Linked DNA regions of Mus musculus: region 1 is linked to region 2. The links are chromatin contacts, called in public HiChIP or PLAC-seq maps. All regions are on one chromosome and are shown on one strand. Each heading gives the region's core, a stretch centred on a gene start, on an enhancer-like site or on the middle of the called end of the contact. The rest is flanking DNA. Distances are from core to core; before and after follow the strand shown.

Region 1 (4,813 bases), core at 907-3,406, 290 kb before region 2:
CGCTGCCTAGTATACACAAGGCAGCCAGCTCAGGAAAGAAACCGGACAGCCACACCTAACATGTGAAGACTATGCTGCCACGTGTAAAGTCAAAACCTAGGCCGGTCTCCCAAACCATCAGGTCTCTAGTCTCAGACAGACAGACAGGCCATAGGAACAACACGTTTCTGTCGCCAATTCCTAAGCAAGCTAAAGTAAGGTAGAAGAGGAGCAGGGGACAAACCAAATGTTTTCTGGCCCAAGCGCTTTTCCTGCACTCGTGGTGGGGACAAGCAGATGGGATGGCTAAGTTGTCATTGATACAGCACCTTGTGCAGTTCTGTACTGAAGGGAGAAAATGCTTGCCTCTTCCTCCTCCTCCTGCGGAGGAACTTGGAAAGCCGCGCCAACAGGTCTATGCAAAACCTCTCCTGTCTTTGCCTTGTTCTGTCGATTTGGATCCTATACAATAGAACAGTATTGTCTAGGGTGTAAGGCAAAATGGTAACCCACATCCATGCCTTCTTTCACAGAGACGCTACCCACAGCAGCTCCTCCTCTGGTCTTCCCACACTGCTGCTGTGTTTTAAATCAAGCCTTAAGATTCTAGCTCACGTGCTGGGTGTCTCTTCCGAGAAGGAGTTTCCGAGCTCTAAGAAAGGCTTGGCATCTCTGGGAAGCAACAGATCCCACTGCTGTCCCCAGCCCGCACAGCACCACATCTCAGCACACAGCTATAAAGAGCAGTGATCCTCACCCACAGCCAACACTACAGTAAATGTTAGCCAATATGGAGGCTTACACCTATATGCTACAGTGCTGGGGTGGGGTGGGGTGGGGTGGGGGTGGCACTGGAAGAGGGAATACTCAACCCCAAAGACAAAACAAGGCCCGTGAGATGCGAGACGATTTGGGATGAAAAGGATAGGTCTGTGACAAAGTATAGGTGACAAAGAACTGGTACTAAACGCGCGTGTAACGGATGGTGGTTTGGAGCACAAAGCTTCTTTTCAATCGCTAACCCGGGGTGTTGAGGTCCTTCGTGTAAGCGCCGAAACTGGCGAATGTTCTACAACTCTAGCAATGGGGAAAATACCTCATGTGGGATCCTTCCCACTTTTTCCAAGGGGAAGATGGACCCTTAGCACAAAGAGAGTAAGGGAAAGAGACTGCAGACCAAGGGAAGGTTTTGCTTCATGGTCTGGCACGGGCTTGTAAGAAGGAAGGGAATCAAACGGCCGAGGCTCCAAGCAATGTCAGAGAGGACAGTGTCCAAAAAAAGCGGACAAGGAAAGATACCCAACCCCGCCACATACTCAGTGCCACCACTATGTAGAAAGGGGTGGGGAATGGACAATAGCCAGTGAAGGGGAAACTAGAGGAGAGTGGATCTTAAAATGTGGAGAATGGGTGGGGCTGGAGAGGTGTCTCAGTTGGTGCGGCCACTTGCTGCTCTGACTAAGGACTGGGGGTTGGTTCCCAACATCCACATGGTGATTAACAACTGCCTGTAACTCCAGTTCCAGGAATCCAGTACCCACTTCTGGCCTCCATGGGCACTGTATGCACATGGTACACACACACACACACACACACACACACACACACACACACACCCCAACCCCCCCACACACACGTAAAATAAAATAAAAACATTTTTCAATTAAGAAAGCATACAGAGTTCTCTCCAAAAGGTGCTAATACCCTATGGACTGACAGAGATACTAAAGGACTTCAGTGAAGAGTCAGAAACAGGAAGTGTCCTGAGAGAAGATAGGATGCACCGGGCCTTTGAGAAAGAGTGAGGAGGTTGAAGAGACAGCAGACAAGCGCTGCTGGGCCAAAGAGGTATCTAGGTAAAATGGGTAGCTGTAGTTGCGGGGTAGGGCGTGGGGGTGGGGGCTGAGCAAAATCAGAGACTTCTTTCTCATTTAGAAAAGTCAAAAAGAGTAAATAAGCAGCGTGGTCCGAAGGAGAGAACATGTGTTACACGAGCATAAGACACTGGGGAGGGAAAGGACGGTTTGCAGAAACCCGGTCACCCGCGGGCTCTGCATGCGTGTAGAGGAGGAATTCTGTTTAGAGGAAGTGACGACAAGAGATAGGCTCAGAGACGGACTGGTCATCAAGGGAGCTCACTGGAAGATGAGGGCCATAAAGGGGAGGAGGGGACAGCGCTCAAGTCAAGCAAGGATCACGTGACCAAAGGAGGAGGCTGGCATTTTGCTCTGCTCATGAAGGGAGCCACGTGGAGACAGGGAGTCTCTAGCCGGCGACTCAGTGTTTTCAGAGAAAAGACAAACAGGAATCAGAACCAAGCTCACCAGAGACAAACCTAAAAGCCTGCACTCAGAAACAGGGCTGGCCCCCAACACCCCAGATATTTGAGTTTCTAGGCAAATGAAATAGTGCCTCACTCTCTGCCCCGCTGGAAAATGACATCCCAGATATCATTTAAGCCGGAAACTTACCAGGCTTTAAAGCCAGGACAAAGGACAATGCTTGCACCCCCCTCCCCTTTTTATGTCTCCATGATCTTTTCGGGAAGGGTGGATCCCAGAAGCACTCTAGGTCCGGGGTAAGTCCAAGGCTTCGGGTGGCAGGGTTGCTGCCACAGGCCCGAGTCCCAGCCGCGGAGAGCCCGGCAAAGTCAAGTAATTGTTTTTCCCCTTCCGCTAATAAGCTTTTCAGTAGGGGAAGAATTCAGCTTCCTGTAGTCAACAGACCCTTTTTTTCCCTGCCTCTCCTCACTCCAAATAATCTAAAGTGACTGCAATTCCAGCCCTGCCTCTCCAGCATTCAGCTCCACCAGCTGGGGTCACAGGGTGTCAAGTGAGGGCTCTCCTTTTCTCTTCTGCTCTGCCTGTACGCCGCCCGTGCTTCTTTGTAACTGAGGCAACCTTCCTCTCTGGCCCAGCCATTATGTGGGCAGCACATGGGCTGTGCATTCCAGGAAATGTCTCTTACGACCCAGACAGCACCGGAGGGGGGATCTCTTCACTGGGAACTAAACAACTGATTCGGAACGGCCAACCTGGGATACCGGAGGCTGGTGACCCGCATTGCCCATCTTAGGAAATCCACGGTCGCGAGATGGTCAGGCGTGTTAACGTGGGCGGCTGCTCGTGGGACTCTTTGGTTCAGCTTTCTGAAAATGATTCTCATCCCTAGATTCTCTTGTGTGTCTGTCTTTGTGGCTCATGGCGGTGTGGAGGGTACATCTTCATGTGTACATGTGGAAGCCAAAGACACTGTCTAGCGTCTTCGATAGCTTTTCTGCCTTTTTCAAGACACGGCCTCTCTCTGAAATTGGAGCTCACCTTCAGTCCTAGAAATCTTCCACCTCCTGCCTCTGCCTCCCTAGCACCAGGAATGTGGGTACATACCTCAGCACCTTGCTTTCACCCCGTTTTTTACACGGGTGCTGGGAACCAGGCTTGGGTTTGCATGGCAAGCACTTTGCCCACTGAGCCATCTCTCTAGCCCTCTGTTCCTAAATTCTTTGTCTTAAGGTCTTGCTAAGTGCTCCCGTGGTCAGTACTTCCAGGCCTAGTTCTTTGTTGAATCGTCTGCAAGTGGATGAATAACTGGGAAAGCAACCCTGCTCACACCTTGCCTCATTTCAAAACACAACTTCTACTGAGGAAGGCAGCAATGAGGTGTGTCCCTTCAGTGTCTTCAAAGAGGGAGACCTGAAGAGCACAGAGCTGAAGGCCAGCAAGCACACAGAGAGATGGAGCAAATGACAGACAACACAGGTGTGGGGAACCCTGAGGGAGGCCATGTTAGGTGCCTGCCCTGCAGGTGCACAGAAAGACGGCAGTGTGCAAACACACACGAGACTTCCTCCTGGAACTAAGGCATCAAGTGGGAGACAGAGGCAGGACCACAGCCCCCTGCATCCTTCTTCCGACCACCATACCCAATGGATATGCAGGCTGGAAGGGGGCGGGGGTGGGGGAGGCTGTCTCTTTGTATCCACACAAACACCTGCATCCCCACCCCAACACTGTGCAGACCCAATGCAGTGTGTCCTTACTCCTGGCCGCAGACAGGCCTGTGATGGGAATTTATTTCCCTCAATTAGGAGCTCTTGTCCTCGGTCTCAGTTCATCAGCATGGTGCAGCCAAGTCAATGAATGGTTCCACAATGAGGTAATCACATGCACAGGGACGGCTGCCGGGCTGGCAGGGGCTGTAGCCACGCCCAGCCACGCCCAGCCCAGCCACGCCCAGCCCAGCCACATGGGCTCTTCACCTGGTCCCTGCAGGTCACCGCTCACCCCGCCTGTCCACGGAGCCTTTTCTTTGACCTGGTCACAGAAGCTTTAATTGCAGAGTGAGGATACAGGCAGCTGGGCACATGGGGGCTAACCCAGCGACGGTGATGCGCTCGCTTGCTCCCTGTCCTTTATCACTACCATGAGAACCAGCCCCACGCCCAGCTAGGTGACATACACTTGTGCCTGATGGGGGACACGGTAGCCACACAGCATCCACTTGGCTGAAGTAATGCAATCCACCGTTCCGTTCCACAGACGAGGAAACTGAGACTGAGAGAGGCTCAGGGACGGGTGAAGGGCACAGGCTGGGGGCCGACAGGGCTAATGCCAAGGCACATGTTTCTAATGGTTGGTTATGTTTTACAACTACCACTGTGGCTTACAGGGGAGCACACTCCCCTGCCATCTATTGTCAGCCCACTGGCTGTTCACCTGTGACACCTACCCTAGGCACGAAGGCCAGCCAGAGCAGTGACTGAAGGCAAGGGTCACACAGGTTCTGGAGGCCAAGGCCTGACAGGTTTTGTTGGCCACTGCAGGGCCAGAGTCTT
Region 2 (4,760 bases), core at 1,087-3,586:
TAATATAAAGCTTGCCTCACAGTTACTTTAACTACATTAACATATTTTATTTTTATTATGTTAATATATTATAATTAGCACAGATGTTCATGCCATCAATTATTATAATATTATAACATTTACCAATTATATTAACGGTATTAATATTTCATTTGAATAGGTTAACATAATAATATGAATTGATACATCAATTATTCTGTAATTATTACTAGTACTTGGGACTTTGTTCATGCTGTAAATATCATTTGCACATTGCTCTAAACATCCCCAAACAAGGGTTGGGGATGCAGCCGAGAGGGAGAGTGCTTACTTAACATAGAAGATGTTCTAGGTTGAATACCAAGTACTGAAAAACAAGATAACTATTCTGTGTAACACTAACACTTTTTGGTCAATTAACGCAGCTAGTCACACTGGACACATATCCTGGGCTGTCTGTCATTCAACTAATAGTTGAATGATGTCCACCCAGTGACAGCTAAATAGGCCTCTCCTGCTTCACTATTTTTGGCAGCTCATAGAGTTGTCGGTACATGTAATGGATTTATTTGATTTTGTTTTGTTTTGTTTTGTTTTGTTTTAGACACTGCTGTGTAGGCCAGACTGCTTCAGACTTGCTATGCCTCGGGGAATGACCCTGAAATTCTGATCCTTCCACATCCACCTCTCTGGTGCTGGGATTCCCAGTGTGTGCTACATTGCCTACCTGGTGTTTATTATTCTCTTTCTTACGTGGAGTTCAGGACGACACCACTACTCAAAACACCTTCCTACCTCTCCGTCTCTGACTGTTTCACAATTAACTTTTCAGCCTGCAATTTTGTTTCAGTGCCAATGAATTAATTAGATGTTCCAAGCTCTTCACCCAGGATTCTATCCTGTCAGTGACTAGGAAAGAAACAATAATTATTATTTAGTATATGTCGAACATCTCCATAAGCAGACGAACAGTTGTAACCTGCCTTATTGTTGAAGTGACAGCAAAGTAGTCATGCTTGTCTTGGAAAAGTCGCTGGACAATCATGGAAGCCCAAGTTTTCAGACTCTATGATACGACAGACTGCTCTGGTCCCTCGAACCTGTTAGGCTAAGTAGTTCCTAAATAAGTACACTGTAGCTGTCTTTAGACACATCAGAAGACATCAGATCCTATTACAGATGGTTGTGAGCCACTATATGGTTGGTGGGACTTGAACTCAGGACCTCTGGAAGAACAGTCAGTGCTCTTAACTGCTGAGCCTTCTCTCTAGCCCCCTAAGTGTATTTTCTATATTGAGATTACTAAATGGTCACTTCCAAAAATGCTATCTCATGTCTTCTTGTCTGCGGCAGAGGGAGCCCTTTAAGAAGCCATATTTACCACTACCATGAACCGAATATCAGAATCCACACAGCTACAAATGCCCATGAATGAAGGCTTCAGGGTTTTTTGGTTACACCTCTTCATTATCATAGATCAGCACAGGTTACCAGATAAAGATACAGCTTTGCTGCCCAGAGGACCATCTGAACTGTGTGACCTCCTGACAGCGAAGGACGTCCTCTATATAGTTGGGGATATTCTGGCCCATCAGTCAACTGTGTAAGCTTTGAAGAAGTCAGCCCTGGGTTCAAGTCTTACCCATGTTTCTCACCAGCAACTTGCCTTGAATCATTCTGACCCTTGGGTTGTTATTAGTCATTAGTGAAAGTCATTAGTGAAAGTCGTGCCTCCCTTAAACACTGTTTTGCATATTAATATGAAAAAGGGCACAGTACATGGTCACTGCTCTAATTTTCACTGCATTACTCTACTAGACTAGAAATAGAACCCACAGTTTCTGTTCCGGGTGACTTAAACAACATGGTATAATCAGAAACTCACAAAGCAAGGTTGAAAGACACCAATACATTTACATATGGATAAATGTAAGTCAGCTAGAGGCGGGTGATATCAGAGTGACTGACAGCTATAATTTGTTGTCCATAGTCTATAAAGAAGTCTAGATCCATTGACCTTCATATCTTCAGCACTTTCTAGCAAAGAAAAAAAACTTGCAAATTTCAATATTCAATATACACCCATTGAACTCAACTGGATTTTTCTGTAAATTCATCCTAATTCAGCAAAAGTAACGATGGGGGCAACTGACGTATGGACAGACGTGAAACATGAACACCATCCTGACTGGAGTTACATGTAGATCACCCTCAGGAGTATGAAAATGAAACAGAAATTATTAACAGAATAATATGGGCGAATACAATGGAATATTACCTTGCAGTAAAAATGATTGGCAGAAGGCTGTGACACAGAGGACCAGGCTAAGGAAGCAGCCAGTCAAATATGCACATACTAAATGATTCTATTTATAGGATGTGCTCTCTATACAGAAGTGTCCAGAGACAGGAAGTAGATCAGAAGTTGCCTAGGCCTGAGGGGGTTAGATGGGAACGTGAAAGAGAGTTCCCGCTGGATGAAGATGACAGTAATATCTGAACAGGGAATGTAGTACGACCACACAGCCCTGTGAACCCATTGACACTCTTCGAATAGTGTCCTTTAATTGGACGAATCACTTAGTACAATGATTATATCCCAGTTGTAATTAAAACATTAAGAAAGGGGGGCAAACACCTTGAGATATCATCAGAATACTGGAAATACAGGGGCTGGAGAGATGGCTCAGTGATTAGGAGTGTTTGCTGCCCTCTCTCTCTCTCTCTCTCTCTCTCTCTCTCTCTCTCTCTCACACACACACACACACACACAATATTGGAAATATAGTTATGCTTCAAGACTACTCAACTGCATGCCTTGGATCTAAGGGTTTGCTTTATAGGGAACATAAAATATGAGACCTATATTTTTATTTATAAATACATATGAAGCTGGAATGCAAATTCTGTATGCTCTACAATGTATAGAGCAATTTTGTTTTTGTCCTTTTGAGACAGTGCCTCACTATGAATTCTCCAGGTATATCAGGTTGGCCTCAAAGTCATAGAGATCTGCCTTTCTAGTGCCTGGATTAAAGATTTGCATCAATATGTCTGATGACAAACAATCTTTTTATTAAGGTGTACCTTACATACCATATAGTATAAATCCACTCACTTTGGATGTAATCATATCTATATATTTTAATAACAAATGACTATATATAATATATTTTAATAACAAATGACTATATATATAATATATTTTAATAACAAATGACTATATATATGGATTTGATGTAGCCAATTAAGTGCTCTATCTCTGAGCTATATCTGGAGCCCTTGTACTTAAATATTTTACAATAAAAACAAGAAATATTTATATATTTTGTTTGGACATTTATATATCAGTATACATTACTAATAAGTTAATTTTTCTACTTTCCTGCATACTATAGTTTATAAAATTTCTGCAATGAATTATGTTACCTTGGAAAGAGTCAAATAGTATGAAGATAAACCTATAATAATACCAGGGGCTAGGGAGATGGCTCAGCAGTTAAAAGTGCTTTTCTAGAGGGCCTGGGTTCAGTTCCCAGCACCCACATGACAGTTTACAACCGTCTGTCTATAACTTCTGTTCCAGGCATCCAATGTCCTCTTCTGGAAACTGCAGACACTGCACATACCTTGTACACATATAGACATACAACAAAACACTCAGACACATAAGAACAAATAAATCTTAAAATAAAAAAACACAGCAGCAACAAGAAGTGATTGAGAAGCCTTGTTAAGTAGGTCAGATATTTTAAAGGGGGCCTTGAAAGAGGATAGCAATTTGAATGGAGGAGTCAAATATAGAGAATGTCTAGTAGATTGAGGAAAGACTTCCTAGCTGAACCTGTCAGAGTCAAGTTGGAAGAATGCTTTGAGGAAATCTGGGATCCTTGGAACCTAATATTAGGAAACAGAAGCTGCTGCCTGGTTAGTGACAATGGGTGTCTGCAATTGATTAGTGATGTCTGCATGGATATAAGAATGGAGGGAATAGCTACAATCAAACCACAGATTTCCTCCCACTAAAGTGCACAAAGTAGAGTCAGCTCAGTTCTACTCTACAGACTTTGAGAAAACATGTGGTGAGTTCTATATGTGGAGCTGAAAAACTATACCTCTAGCTCTCATCTAAATTCTCCAAATTCCCATGAATAGGGTCCAACCTAGACAAGCTCCACTCTACTTGCTAACACTGGCCTTGCCTGAGGTCACCCAATGACATGTGGTATTTCCATTGTGCCAGAGAGAGTGAAGAATACAAACAGGGAAGAGGGGTGGGGTGGCGAGCTGAGAAGGGTTAGAACCACAGCCTCCCCAAGCCCTGAGTTACTGAAAATATCCTGTATGACAGCTGAATGCAGCCATCTCTCCTTGAAAGACAGCTTCCATCAAGTCCAACTGAAGATATTTTTAGTATATCCTGGGTACCAAATAACTGCTCCTGTGTCCTGAAAAATGATGAATTCATTCAAACAACAAGTCAGGACCCTGGGTATCAGTCAACTCCAGCCAGTCATAACAGCTGCCAAATATAAAATATTACATGTACCCTGTGAGCCTTGGTTTGCATTCTCTTCAACATGCATATTCAAGAATCTCATTCCATCCCAAGCTGTCAGAGATGGTGACAGTTGCATGAGGGGCAGGGCGCGGGTCCTCTAGCTTTATGGAGAGAGATTATTTTTTAACCAAAATTATTTTCCATTGTAAATGTTTAAATCCATATTAAGTCCAGATTAATGCAGGCAGCAGCTTCAAAAGATATCAACTGGGGTGTGTGT

The links. HiChIP or PLAC-seq counts read pairs in DNA pulled down with a chosen protein or histone mark.
Region 1: a contact with region 2 is called in an H3K27ac HiChIP or PLAC-seq map of microglia, with 5 times the contacts expected there. The contact joins two enhancer-like sites. A contact is called at or near these places in 1 of 484 Hi-C or Micro-C datasets (trophoblast stem cells), 2 of 115 datasets of contacts at active chromatin or transcription factors (bone marrow-derived macrophages and microglia) and 3 of 9 other capture datasets (adipose tissue, embryonic stem cells and liver).

Annotation. Positions count from the first base shown.
Region 1 is chr8:108,898,739-108,903,551 of GRCm38.p6, reverse strand. The region is part of intron 4 of Zfhx3 (zinc finger homeobox 3); the gene reads right to left. Among named protein-coding and RNA genes, the nearest start is that of Mir3108, 36 kb to the left of the region's middle. Within about 2 kb of position 2,156, at least 20 of the 459 cell types and tissues checked have an H3K27ac peak or open chromatin away from gene starts, as enhancers often do. A contact at or near this core is called in microglia, where this site is marked.
Region 2 is chr8:108,613,572-108,618,331 of GRCm38.p6, reverse strand. It overlaps a transcript of Zfhx3 not described here. Among named protein-coding and RNA genes, the nearest start is that of Lncbate1, 31 kb to the right of the region's middle. Within about 2 kb of position 2,336, at least 2 of the 459 cell types and tissues checked have an H3K27ac peak or open chromatin away from gene starts, as enhancers often do. A contact at or near this core is called in microglia, where this site is marked.